Linked DNA regions of Mus musculus: regions 1 and 2 are each linked to region 3. Evidence: chromatin contacts called from public capture Hi-C and promoter capture Hi-C data. All regions are on one chromosome and are shown on one strand. The core of a region is the stretch at or near the end of the contact, and the rest is flanking DNA. Distances in the headings are between cores, read along the strand shown.

The links. Promoter capture Hi-C pulls out the DNA fragments that hold promoters and counts their contacts. Capture Hi-C pulls out chosen DNA fragments and counts their contacts.
Region 1: a contact with region 3 is called in a promoter capture Hi-C map of embryonic stem cells, with 3 times the contacts expected there. The contact joins the promoter of Dnaaf3 here to the promoter of 3300002P13Rik in region 3. A contact is called at or near these places in 8 of 39 promoter capture datasets (the 3T3-L1 cell line, cranial neural crest, embryonic stem cells and 4 more), 2 of 115 datasets of contacts at active chromatin or transcription factors (both in embryonic stem cells) and 1 of 9 other capture datasets (embryonic stem cells).
Region 2: a contact with region 3 is called in a capture Hi-C map of macrophages, with 5 times the contacts expected there. The contact joins the promoter of Zfp580 here to the promoter of 3300002P13Rik in region 3. A contact is called at or near these places in 3 of 39 promoter capture datasets (cranial neural crest, embryonic stem cells and hippocampal neurons), 1 of 115 datasets of contacts at active chromatin or transcription factors (astrocytes) and 1 of 9 other capture datasets (macrophages).

The regions. Positions count from the first base shown.
Region 1 is chr7:4,530,144-4,534,228 of GRCm38.p6, forward strand. Dnaaf3 (dynein, axonemal assembly factor 3) reads right to left here and starts at 2,322. Exons shown (of 12, transcript NM_001033548.3): 1 at 2,235-2,322; 2 at 2,044-2,132; 3 at 1,595-1,737; 4 at 631-724. The coding sequence starts at 2,128.
Region 2 is chr7:5,049,644-5,054,218 of GRCm38.p6, forward strand. It overlaps Zfp580 (zinc finger protein 580), which reads left to right and starts at 1,889. Exons shown (of 2, transcript NM_026900.1): 1 at 1,889-2,071; 2 at 3,162-4,080. The coding sequence starts at 3,174. The coding sequence ends at 3,692. Gm15510 (predicted gene 15510) reads right to left here. Exons shown (of 4, transcript NR_166619.1): 2 at 1,088-1,275. It also overlaps a transcript of Ccdc106 not described here.
Region 3 is chr7:3,422,131-3,426,147 of GRCm38.p6, forward strand. It overlaps 3300002P13Rik (RIKEN cDNA 3300002P13 gene), which reads right to left and starts at 1,315. Exons shown (of 2, transcript NR_126426.1): 1 at 1,144-1,315; 2 at 1-454. Cacng6 (calcium channel, voltage-dependent, gamma subunit 6) reads left to right here and starts at 2,532. Exons shown (of 4, transcript NM_133183.2): 1 at 2,532-2,862. The coding sequence starts at 2,532.

The sequences.
Region 1 (4,085 bases), core at 1,072-3,571, 1.1 Mb after region 3:
GGGGTGGGAGCTTTGAATTTGAATGCTAGAGTCTTTTGTTTCATTCATTCATTCATTCATTCATTCATTCATTCATTTTGAGACAGGGTTTCTCTGTGTAACCCTGGCTGTCCTGGAACTCAGAAATCTGCCTGCCTCTGTTACCTCCTTCCAGCCCAGCAAGGCTGGCTGTGACCATCCACCACCGCCTGAGCGGAGCCACCTGCTGTGCTGCTCCTTTGATGTGCCACTACCTGCCTGAGGCTCAACCTGCCAGAGGCCTGAACCGGTTCTCTTCCAAGAATCTTCCAGAGTTAACACCGAACTGCGATCTTTGCGAGTTCCCACTAAAAGGCTGACCTATCTACTTCAAAGGAACTTTGCTTGGCCAGGGACGGGCCTCCCCTTTTCTTTATAAAGCGTGTTTGCTGACATTAAAATTGAACCTTGAGCAGAAAGCTTGTCTTGGTTCCTTCCTTATCTCGCGCAGCCTAGCCCTTCTTCTCTTCCAGGTTTCCAACATGCCTTTCCAGCCTAGGACCCAAAACATGTGGTCGGCTGGCCGGACACAACATGCCTCTGCCTTCCAAGTGCTGGGATTATAGACATACCCACCTCCCTGGCTGAATGCTAGAGTCTTAAGCAACTGACCTTGGAGCCCCATCTTCTCAGGTTCCTCTAGGGCTAGACTGAAGATCAGCATGTGTCGGGCTACCGCTTCCAGATTATTCTCCAGCACATAAAACTGCACGAGTGACAGACAAGACAATTCTGCAGACCTAGGAGCCCAGAACACCAGCCTCCCCCAACACCCCTGTATGGAGATGGAACCCAACCAGGGACCTTGTAAAAGTTAGAGCAGCACTCCACCACTGAACTCCATTCCCAGCACATCCCCCCCCCCCCCTGTTTTTCTTTCTATTGTGAGGCATAGTCTCATTAGGTCGCCCTTGAACTCTCTGTTGCCCAGGATGGCCTTGAACTTACGATGCTTCTCCTGCCTCAGCCTCCGGAGCAACTATGATTACAGGCTTTAACCACTAGATCCAGCTTGCTAGGTCTCTCTCTTAAGCCATAAGTCTAGATTCGAGATCACCCCTCACACCACTCCTGGAGACCTGATTTTTTGTTTTGTTTTGTTTTTGGTTTTGTTTCGTTTTGTTTTGTTTTGTTTTGTTTTTTTGAGTCAGGGTTTCTCTGTGTAGCCCTAGCTGTCCTGGAACTCACTCTGGAGACCTGATTTTTTGGGGTTTGTTTGTTTGTTTGTTTGTTTTGAGACAGGGTTTCTCTGTGTAACTCTGGCTGTCCTGGAACTCACTCTGGAGACTAGGCTGGCCTCGAACTCAGAAATCCACCTGCCTCCCAAGTGCTGGGATTAAAGGCATATGCCACCACTGCCCGGCTGGAGACCTGATTCTTGGGCTCTCGCTCTTACTGAAGCCCAGGGGCCTCAAATCCCAGGACCTTACTTCCCTAGGACAAGGTCTGAGACTCTTCAGATCCACAGCCTAACCTCTAGGACCTGGAAACTTTCATTGCAATCCTCTCTTCTCTCAAAGGCTCAGGAATCGGCCGTTCATTCCACTCCAACCAGGATCCCAGAATCCCAACTCACATTGAAGCTCCTGAGAGGCCAGAGCGCTGCCCTGGCCAGGGTCCGCAGCATGTGTCTACCATCCACAGAACCTAACAGCAGGGCATCCAGTTCTGGGACCTTGCGCTCTGTTTTCGACTGTGAATCTGGGTCTACAGGAGGACCTGGCAAGACGATAGCAGGCAGAGTCGACTGCTCGTCTCTCCTGCAGTTAGCTAACTTTAGAAGTTAAGAAACCAGCAGGCTTGATACGCCGAGCCTGGATTCCAAAAAACAGCGATACCTTTGCCTTATAGCACTCAGTATTAACCCTTCTCCCCAAGCCAGTTAATTTAGGGAACGTTGGTATACACATCCCATCAGCATCCCCTACCACAGACACAAGTGCTGTGGGCTGTGAGCACAGTCCACAGTTGTAGTAGGAAAGGCACCTCTGTCTAAGACCGTGTGTGGTCTTAGGGTAGACTCACTTTCTGCCTGTAGGTCCAGCGCCGGGGACAGACCCCACCAGGACACACTACCATAACCGGTGCCCGAGCCCGCAGGCGTGGTCATCGCTCTGTGGGACAGGAGTCCGGGGAATTCCACATTTGTCCATCTCATCCCTCCCTTTCTCGCTGCCCCGCTTCTTACCCCTTCGCCTCCACGTTAATCCCCTCACCTTTATTCTTCAAAATATCCGTAGGTAGGGTCCTGTGCTGAGCTCCTGGAAGCCACCACAACAGTTTCCCAGAGGCTTCGCCCACTCTGAGTCATCACCCAATGGGAGCAGGTGGTTTTGCATTATTGCTATCAACTGACCAATTAACGTGAAAAGGTGCCGCTCGCTATGAACTTTTGACCAATAGAAGCTCCGGGAGATGGCTGCGGTGTGGTCTGAAACTGGACACCGGACGCGGTTGTCATAACGACAGCCGGACCAGAGTAGGGTGCCTGCTTTCTGGATCCGTCCTCCAAATTTCTAGGAAAGGGAGGATCTACCTTGCTGCTTCAAATTAAATCAGAACTGAACGAAATGTCTTCCCTGTTTGTCTTTCTTTTCTTTTTCTTTCTTTTCTCTCTCTCTCTCTCTCTCTCTCTCTCTCTCTCTCTCTCTCTCTCTCTCTCTCTCTCTCTCTCTTTCTCTCTCTCTCTCTCCTTCCTTCCTTTCTTCCTTTTTCTTCTTTCCTCCTCCTCTTCCTTCTTCTCCCCCTCCCCTCCTCCTCTCCTCCCCTCTTCTTCTTTTCCCTCCTCTTCTTCTTTTTGAGCCAGAGTCCCTCTTTATTCGAGTTACTCCGAACTCGCAGCAGTCCTCCTGGCCTTGGTTTAAATATTGTGAGCCACCACTCCTGGATTCTAATGAAATCTCTGTGAATCCAAATTATAACAGGAAGCCAAGACATGCCTTCACATCTCTGTTTTGTTCTTTTGTTTTTGTTTCTTTTACACCTGGGCTCTTGTCTGAATACAGGCCTCACTAGGTGAAAAACAGGACCTTGCTCAGTAGATTTTTCTAGAATATATGATCAGGCTATTACTCACAGTCATTACTCAATAATACATCTTTAGCAGGCACCATGGCACAGACCTGTAATACCAACATTCTGAAGTAGGAAAATCAGTGGTTCAAGACCAGTTTGCCATATCTTATTCTAGCCCAGCAAAGGCTACCGCACTGTATAAAAGCTAAAAAAAAAAAAAAAAAAAATCCTCCCTCCTGGAGCTGGGAGCTGGAGAAAGGTTCAGCAGTTAAAGGTGCTTTCTGTTGGAAGGCAGAGGCAGGCGGATTTCTGAGTTCGAAGCCAGCCTGGTCTACAGAGTGAGTTCCAGGACAGCCAGGGCTACACAGAGAAACCCTGTCTCAAAAAACAAAAACAAAAACAAAAACAAAACAATAAAATAAAATAAAAAATAAAGGTACTTTCTGCTCTCCTAGAGAACGGGAGAGTTCAGTTCTCAGCACCACATCAGAAGGATCATAACGGCCTGTACTTTCAGCCCCAGGGCTCTCATGCCCTCTTCTCACCTCTTTTGGCACCCACAAACACTTGAGTAACACACACACTCACACACAAAGAATAAAATTTTCAAATACAAATTTAGAAATCTTCCTCCTGGGAAGATACCTAACACTGGTCTCTCAGATCATGTTAAGCAATAGAAGAACTTACTAGAATGAAGGACAAAAACTAATCGAGACAATGCTACAGAAACGATACCTTCAGGAATGGCGTGACTGAAACACTGTGTTCCATCCCAGCACCACATCAATCCAGGTGTGATAGTACGAGACTATAATTCAATCCTGTGGGGTGGGGGTCACGGGATAGAAGTAGGTGTAATAGTTCAAGCATCATTATACACAGAGAGAGGGCTGGAGAGCTGGCTCAGCAGTCAAGAGCGCTGGTTGCTCTTCCAGTGGACCTGATTCAGATCCCAACACCCACATGTCAGTCAGCTTTCAACCATCGGTATATAATGCCAGTCCCGGGAAATCTGATGCTCTCTTCTGGCCTCTGAGGATATACATGTA
Region 2 (4,575 bases), core at 639-3,138, 1.6 Mb after region 3:
ACTGCTGAAGCATGGCTCCAGCTCCATCCAGAAGTATCTTTTCAGGGAGAGGTGGGATTTACTATCTGATCAAATTTACTCATTCACTAACTGATATTTTGTTTTGTGTCTCTGCCCTCTTCTTGGCTTAGGTTTTGAAATTCATTTATTTATGTGTGATCGTGTACATGCATGTGGCAGTCAGAAGGCAACTTTCTAGAGTTGGTTCTTTTCTTCCACCACGTGGTCATCTGGGTTTGAACTCCTTTGCCCTTGTAGAGGACCTGGGTTTGACTTATAGCACCCACAAGGTGGTTCACAAACACTCTAACTCCAGTTCTAGGGAATCCGATTGCTGTCTTCTGACCTCCAAGGACACCAAGTACACATGTGTATATGCCTACAGGCCACCAAAACACTTACATACATTTTTTTTTAAAGGAGAGAGAGAATTCAAGGTTATCTTAGGCTGCATAGTCAGGCTAGGCTTCTTGAGATCATGTCTCAAGAAATAAAAATACAGTTTATATAGCTGTCTCCTGGGGCAAATCTAAATTAAGGAATGAATACGTTCCATACTTCAGGGCCTCAGAAGCACTAGTGCTCAATAGCTTCATGTATCCACTGTCACGCCTCATAGAAATTATAGCATTTGTTACCGATGGAAAGATGTTGGATAATTCTTCAAGGGGTAGTCCACTCTTTGGGTGGGTGGGTGGGTGGGGTCCTTGCACTGGGCGCCTAACCCTCCTCTCCCTTGGCTATGTCCAGCTGTTGCCCCCTCCCAACTCCCAGTACGTGGATCTAGGACTTAGCCTTAGATGGGTCCTAACCTCCTGTAATTGCATCTCATACCAGAGTGCATTTTACAAATACAAAGTGTCTTCACTGGCCCAGGCTACTGCATCAAAACTGGATGCTCAGACCCTCCTTGAAGAGCCCTGCGCGCCAGCTACCATAGGCAGTGGGTGCTGGTGACTTCAGCAGCACTCTTTTCCATTCCAAAGAACCAGCTTCCTTGCCTGTGTATACGACAATGCCTGGCTTTCTCTGAGCCTCAGCTTCCCCATGTATTCCATAGTAAGTCTAAACTTCCCCATGCCCGTACCTAGGAATGGCTGGTCTCCTCTGGAGACCTTACTTTCCCCTGCTGGGTCACTGGCAAGAATCACAGCTGCTCTCCATCCTTGTTTTCAGATGCGATTTCATGTAGCCCAGGCCGGCCTCCAACTCAATATATTGGAGAAGATAACCTTGAACTTCTGATTCTTCTGTTTCAACCAGTTTTATGCAGTGCTGGGGATCAAACCAAGAGTGCATGTTAGGTAAACCCTGTCCCCATTTTTATACCTAGCAAGCATGCTCCAGTTTTCAGATTCCCCATATGCTCTGCGGGGAAATAGTACATTTTCCTTTCTGGGTCAACATCTGGTCGTCCCCAGTCTCTGTTTCCCCGTATGTTCAGTGGAGCATATATACTTTACGGGATCTGGCAACGTCTTCTTTGGACATTGATTCCCCCATTTATGAGACGTGAGGATTGTGACCCTGCTAAATCAGAACAGAGATCGGGCTTCTGGACCTCTGTCTCTCCATTTGCTCATCCAACAGAAACACCCCTTCTCTAACCCGCTGGTTTTGCCTAAGCGGAAAGGGGAGGCAGGGTGGAAAGACGACAAGCTGTAAATTTCAATTCTTTATGGGGCGCTTACTAGACTTCACAGTATCTAGCTTTTTACGGGTCACTCAAAGCAAAGGAATGGCTCTTGTGAATGGCACGCAGCTGGAAACTGTCCTTTTGCAGGTCCTTCTCGTTGGCCAAGCGCCACCCCCACCCCTTGCGCTCTCCCTTTACAGCTGCAGACTCCAGCCTCGGAACCTTCGTGTGTGTAGCGGGCGTTTCTGAACGGTGCTCTTTCTCAGGGACGCCGTCGCCCCTCGCGCCCCTGCGCCCCCCGACCCGCGTCCCCGGCGCCGCCGGCCCGGAGCTGCCCGGAAGCTCGCTCCTACCGCGGCGCTCGTCAGGGCAAGCCCGGGTCCGTCCGGGACCTCGGCCCCGTTCTCCCCCGGACCCGAGAGGCTGCTGCACCGGGTACGGGGGCCGGGATGGAGGGAGGAGCCTGGCTTGGGCAGGGCGCGAGGCCGGCAGGTCTCTGGGTGTGGGTCGGAGCGGTGAGGCGACGAAAGCGACACTCAGAGCCTGAGAGAGGGGCGTCGGGAGGCCAAAGCTCCTTATGGAAGCCAGGGGAGTAGGAAGGCCGTAGGGGATATAACGGGACAGGGTGGTTTAGAGGACCAGGGCTGCTAGAGGTCCCCAGACGAGGGGCTATGCATCAAATAACCCGGGAGGTGAAGAGGGACCAGAGATGCCAGCTGTATCTAGAGAGGAGGGGCCAAGGTTAGGGGTAGCTGTGCGGGAACAAGAAACCAGAAGGTCTATGACTGCGAGTTGGAAGATGCTCCAAGGTGGTGGCGGCGATGGAGAGAGAAACCGAAGATGTCAGGATACTTTGTGGGTGGAGACGGTGGTGAATAAAATATAACAAGATGGGGGCGCATATTGGAGGCAGTCAGTTGAGAATGAAGTACAGACGATGGCTTTCCTCGAGTGGAAAGAGAATGGCAAAACCTTTAAGTGCAGAGTGTGGGGATGACATAAAAGAGCCTTGAATGGAAAGTGGGGAATTGGGTTAGTGGGACTCTGGATAAGTATCTAGGGAGGAAACTTGAGGCGACGACAACTGTGGAGATTGGGGAGGCTCTGAGGGTATTGAGGGACCTGAGGGAAAGGACTAAATCAGAGATTGAGTAGAGCTCTGAGAAAAAGGAATGGGTAGATGGGAGAAAAATCTCGGAGGCCACTAGTCTCTAGAATGTGAGATTAGAAAGGACCTAAACTGAGAAGGAAAGAAATGGACTTGGAGATTGATTTCGGTGGGTGGAGGTGAGGGAAGGGAATCCGAAGGATGTCTGAGGTTATGACCTGAGTCGGTGGAGCGGGGTGTTGCTAAGCCCTGGTGTAGGAGTCCCGGAGATGGGGACTGGAGTCACTTCTTACTTTGTAGGGAGGTAGGTCAGTAGCACAGTCTGGCAGGGAGTGGTATCATCTTCCTTTTTAGGATTTTTTTTTTTTCCTGAAAGGAAGAGAGGATCTTAACTTCTCTTCCCTCCGCCGCTCCCAGCTGCCGCTCCAGATGCTGCTGCTGCCGCCGCGGCCACCCCACCCTCGGTCCTCCTCTCCGGAGGTCATGGACCCACCGCCCCCCAAGACTCCCCCTTTTCCCAAGGCGGAAGGCCCCTCCTCCACTTCTTCCTCGGTGGCGGGGCCGCGGCCACCGCGGCTGGGCCGCCATCTGCTCATCGACGCCAACGGGGTCCCCTACACGTACACGGTGCAGCTGGAGGAGGAACCTCGGGGCCCGCCGCAGCGCGAGGCGACCCCGGGAGAGCCAGGTCCTCGCAAGGGCTATAGCTGCCCAGAGTGCGCTCGTGTCTTTGCGAGCCCTCTGCGGCTGCAGAGCCACCGTGTGTCGCACTCGGACCTCAAGCCCTTTACTTGTGGTGCTTGTGGCAAAGCTTTCAAGCGATCCAGCCACCTGTCGCGGCACCGCGCCACCCACCGTGCGCGCGCTGGTCCACCTCACACCTGCCCGCTCTGTCCACGCCGCTTCCAGGACGCCGCGGAGCTGGCGCAGCACGTGCGCCTGCACTGAGCTCAGCCCTGCCCTCTCCGGATCACCACACAGCGTCACTCCCACACATACCCCAGTTCTCCTGAGGTTACTGCCTTACCCTAGGCCTCAGTTTCCCCACCCATCCCCAAGGAGAAATATCATTTTATATTTTCTCCCGTCTAGCTGTGTGATGTAGACCAAAGTTGTTGCCCCTCTGGGCCTGGGTGTCAGTTGGAACTGGGCTTCAGTCCGGCTGTGCTGTGTAAGCCTTTGCAAACGTTACGACCTCTCCTGAGTCTTGGTGGTCTACTCTTCCCAAGTATAAGGTCTTCGTGGAAGACAAAAACACCGGCACGGTCTGGATCGCCTCTGTACTTCTAATGCCCACGATCCCTTATTCCTTGCCCAATAAACATTCCGCACTTCATTCTTGGGTTCTTACTTGCATGTGGGTTGAGTGTTGGGATAGGGAGATTGAGTTTGGACCATTAGCACATAGGAACCTTGTGCTCGGAGAGCGTTTCCAATCGGAGCTGTTTTCTGATGCTCAGGCAACCCGCCCTCTCCGTTCTCCCTTGGACCCTCATCTTTCCCTAGATTCCTATTTCCCAAACCCGGTACTGCTAGGTACGGGGGAAACCAAGGTTCCCCGGTCCCTCTGCCGCCTACAACTGTGGGCGCAACCCGGGGCTGTCCGGGGCCGCCTGGATCCGAGAGGCTGTACTGGATACCAGACGGGGTAGGAGGGATGGAGAAACTAACGGCCGCGGAGGGGGCGGGGTCCCAATAGGCAGCTTTTGGAGAACTAGCCTGGTTAATCTCCAAATTTAGAAAGAGCTTCGGGTGGGGCGTGTAACGGGAGAACCTAGACATAGCAGATGGACCCATTACTAGACCCGAGCGCGGGACAGTCCTGAAGGGC
Region 3 (4,017 bases), core at 65-2,564:
ATTTTCATTTGAAAATGAAAAGTGAAAGTGACAGAGAAGGAAAACGTATCGGCAAGAAGACAGCAAATGCACACAGAATTTCCATAGCTACTAAAGCAGATGGGATTGAGAAATATGGAGAGGTCCAGGGGCCAGAAGAGGGGAGAACAGCTCAATAGCAAACAGGGAAGAGAGCCTCGGGAGGACTTCCACAATGAGGCAGCGCTGCCCACCTTCCAGAGCCCGCTGATGACACTGTGTATCTTGCTTTGAGAGCCCTGAGCAAATCCAGTGACATTATCTTCATTCAGTAACGACAACTCAGTGCTCAGGAATGTCTTCTGAGGACTGGCTGATGCCAGTCCCCTGCCATTTCAGAACTGATTCCAACCAAAAAGTCCAGAGTGGGGCCAGCAGAGGTGGCACTTGTGTTCCAGGCACCTGGTCGTAGCAGCTGATGTACTGGAGGAGCTACCTGGGGAAGGAAGGAGTTGGTGAAAGGTGGGTCCCACCTGGGTGGTCCACAGAAGGGCTGAGAGAGGGAGTGAGGGCTAAGAATCAGACCCTGCTGTCATGCCACGTGGCTGTCCCCTGTCTGGGTCTCTGCTGTAAAAAAGGCCCCCAGGGACACACAGGCTAATAAATCCAATAAGGACAGTTGCTCTGTTTCATGTGTCCCAGCACCCTAATTCCCTAGAGTCTGTCTTTTCTACTTTCTTGGGGACTGAGGACTTGAACACTGAAACTGATCTAATGACCCTGAGGATTCTGGCCATAGGGGCCTCTTCCAGGTCTTGGAGTATAGGTTCAGACAACTCTAGGAATACAAGCCCTAGCTCTCCTTCTTCAGACCTGGAGGCCCCCCACCCCCCATCCCAGCCCTATTCCCACTCCCCTGTCCAGACTGAAGAGTCAGGTTCCAGGCCTCTCTCAGGCCCACAGTCCAGGCCTTAGTCCTCCTCCCTCAAGACCAGGAGCCTATACTGAAGCTCTGTTCCCACATACATATGAGTTCAACCCTTCTCCCTGAAACCCTCAAACTACATACCCTGCCTCTCCTCCCCCAGACTTTAAGAATCCAGACCAAGCCCACCTCCTCCAAACCTTCAGACTCAAAGAGTCCACCCCGCCCCCACCCCCAGTACTTCTTCCAAGCCTCTGGACCTCAGAATCCTGCAAGCCAACTAGGGAGCTTCCAGCCTGGACTGCTCAGGACAGAAACACAAGTTCTCTGACTTCACTGGCTCTTTGAGATCCAGATTTTGGACTTTGCAGCCTGGTCCCGGACCCTTGGGGAAACAGATCTCCCTTCGTTCGCTCTGTTGAAGACCCGGCCCCCAGCCCCTCCTTCCAAGAGGCCTCCCTCCCCCGCCCCTTGTCCCCTTAAAATACCCGGATCCCTATGGCAACAGGCGCTTGCGACAGGTGCGAGTGTTATTTACGGGTCGAGCCTGAAATAGCCGGTGGGGTGAGGGGGTGGGCGGATGGGGCGAGGCAGGGAGCGAGCGCAGCAGGTCCGGAGAGCTGACTGGGTAGAGGCGAGCAAAGCTGGACGCTTCGGAGGCATCGCGGAGCTGGGGCCGGCGTGGCGCAGAGGCAGGAGAGCTCAAGGGACCCGTGCCCGGGAGACCCGGGTGGGAAGTCCAAAGGGAGCGCGGGACCCTGAGCTGAGTTTGGAGCGATCCTGGCCGAGCAGGACTTGGGAGCCCGGGGGAGGGGGAGCCGAGTAACTGCAGACAGACTGACTGAGAGTCCCTTTCCAACTCCTGTGTCCCCCAGGGTATTTTGCCTTGGTTTTCTAAGCCAGAGTGTAGACCACAGTGCCTTGGTCTGAGCCCTGTCCTGACTACAGAGAGTCCCCAGCCTCTTTTTCTGGACCTCATTGTGATTCTCAGCCACTGTAGGAGACCTGGGCTCTTTTTTGAGTAGTCCCTGGCTCGCCCATACCCCCTCGAATTCCAGTGGGGTCCCAGATTTGCTGTGAATACTGGAGCTTCCACTTGCCTCTCTCAGACTTGGAGCGATTTCTAACTTTACCAGTGAAATCCCAATTCTAACTTTTGTATAGCCCAAAAGTGTTCTGAGATTCCTCCTTTCTCAAATTCTGAGCCAGAAGAAATCTAAACTATATCTCAAACACACGAAAAACCTCAGCTCCCCTCTTTTCAAGGGAAAACTGTGAGACTTACGGGAGACCCCATCAGCAACCTTTGGAAACTGGGCAAGTTTTCCCTTGGGCTCCTCAGTTTTCTCATTGGCTAGGTAAACCTCAGAGTAGCCTAGCTTTTTCTCTAGGCCTCACCTGTGCCACGTTCATGTGCATAAGCCCTGGTAGCATCCTTAGGCCAAAAATATAGTTAGTTTCTCTTCTCAGGGGCAAAGGCCTCCACTCTTGCATTTGGGGCTCAGCTTTTTCTCATTCCCGATCTAGTTGACACTGAGCCTACTACTTCCTTTGAAAGTCTAGGCCCTGCCCCCTGCCCCTTAGGACCCGCTGCACAGGTCTTTCTGACTCCTTGAGGCTCGCCTGAGCTCCAGCGGATCCCATCATCATGATGTGGTCTAACTTCTTCATGCAAGAGGAAGACCGACGCCGGACAGCTGTGGGCCGGCGTCGTGCCCAAGAACAGCAGAATCTCGGCTTGACTCCGGAGCGAGAGGGCAAGATCAAGCTGGGGTTGCTGGTGGCAATCGTGGGTGCTACGCTGGCTGTGCTGGCTGTGGGCACCGAGTTCTGGGTGGAACTCAATACATACAAGACCAATGGCAGCGCCGTCTGTGAGGCCGCCCATTTGGGGCTGTGGAAGGTGTGCATCAAGCGACTGTGGCAGGCGGATGTGCCCGCGGGCAGGGAGACCTGTGGCCCAGCTGAGCTGCCAGGAGGTGAGAGGCTGTGTTCTGAGCCCAGATCTGTGTCCCACAGTCAGGGAGAAAGAAACTTTTGTCTGGGGGAAACTTTTGTCTTGTTCTTATCCCCCAAGAATGTTTGTGCCCAAATCAACCTGTGCTCACAGAAACTGGAGAGAAAGGGGGCGGGGAGAGTGAGAGATGTTCAGGGGTAGCACATATCCCTAATTAGCATATGCCCTAAAGAAACTTGTTTCTTAAAGTTTGCCTTCTAGCTGTGGCCTATGCCCCAGACCAGCCTGTACCCCTCAGACAGCCTGTGCTTCCAAACCCAGCTGGTCCCCTCAGAACAACAGCCTGTATACACCCCCGCCAACCCGTATCCCCTAGAACTGCCTGAATTCCCCACCAGACAGCCATGCACCCACAGACAGCCTGTGCCCTTAACTAGAAGCCTGGAGACATCCCACATTCCCATTCTGTGTGCCTCTGTGGAGACAGACCACCCTACGCCCACCCGGAAGTAAAAAAAAAAAAAAGTTCTATGTTGATTCTCTGTTTTCAGATACAATCAACTGAAGTTCTTACCAGGTCTACTCACCGCTCTGGGTGCACTTTGTACCTCCTTAGAAATGTTTATTTCCAGTTCCTCTCGCCTTGACATGGTCGGGACAGACATTACAGCCCTCCTCCCTTACTCTACAGACACTCCACACCCCTCATGGAACCCGGTGGTTCCTCTGCTCTCAGCTGTGCCTCTTACTCTCTGACAAAACATGCTATGCCCTTTGCTTAGTGGGATAATCTACATTCCCCTAGGAACTGGATATGTGTTTATTTTACCTCTTTTGACACCCATCAAACCCACTTTGGTTATATTAGCTTGATGAGATCTTTGCCATGCTGGTCCCCAGCATGTACCCAGTATTCTCAGGACCCCTCAAGAACATCCTTCACCTTCATCCTTCACTCCCTCTGGGCTCTGGATGGATTTTTTTTTCATTCCTCAATTCCTACTTTTTCAGATGTGATATGGAACCCAAAATAGGATGTTCTAAGCCTTTGATAGCTAAGTGGAATGCCTTCACTGTCTGTGGCCTGAACTACCTGTCTGTCCTGATCAGCTATCTTAAACAGTTTCCTTTTGCTGTTTCTTACTGTTTGGCACTTCAATCGAGATGATCCCAAACC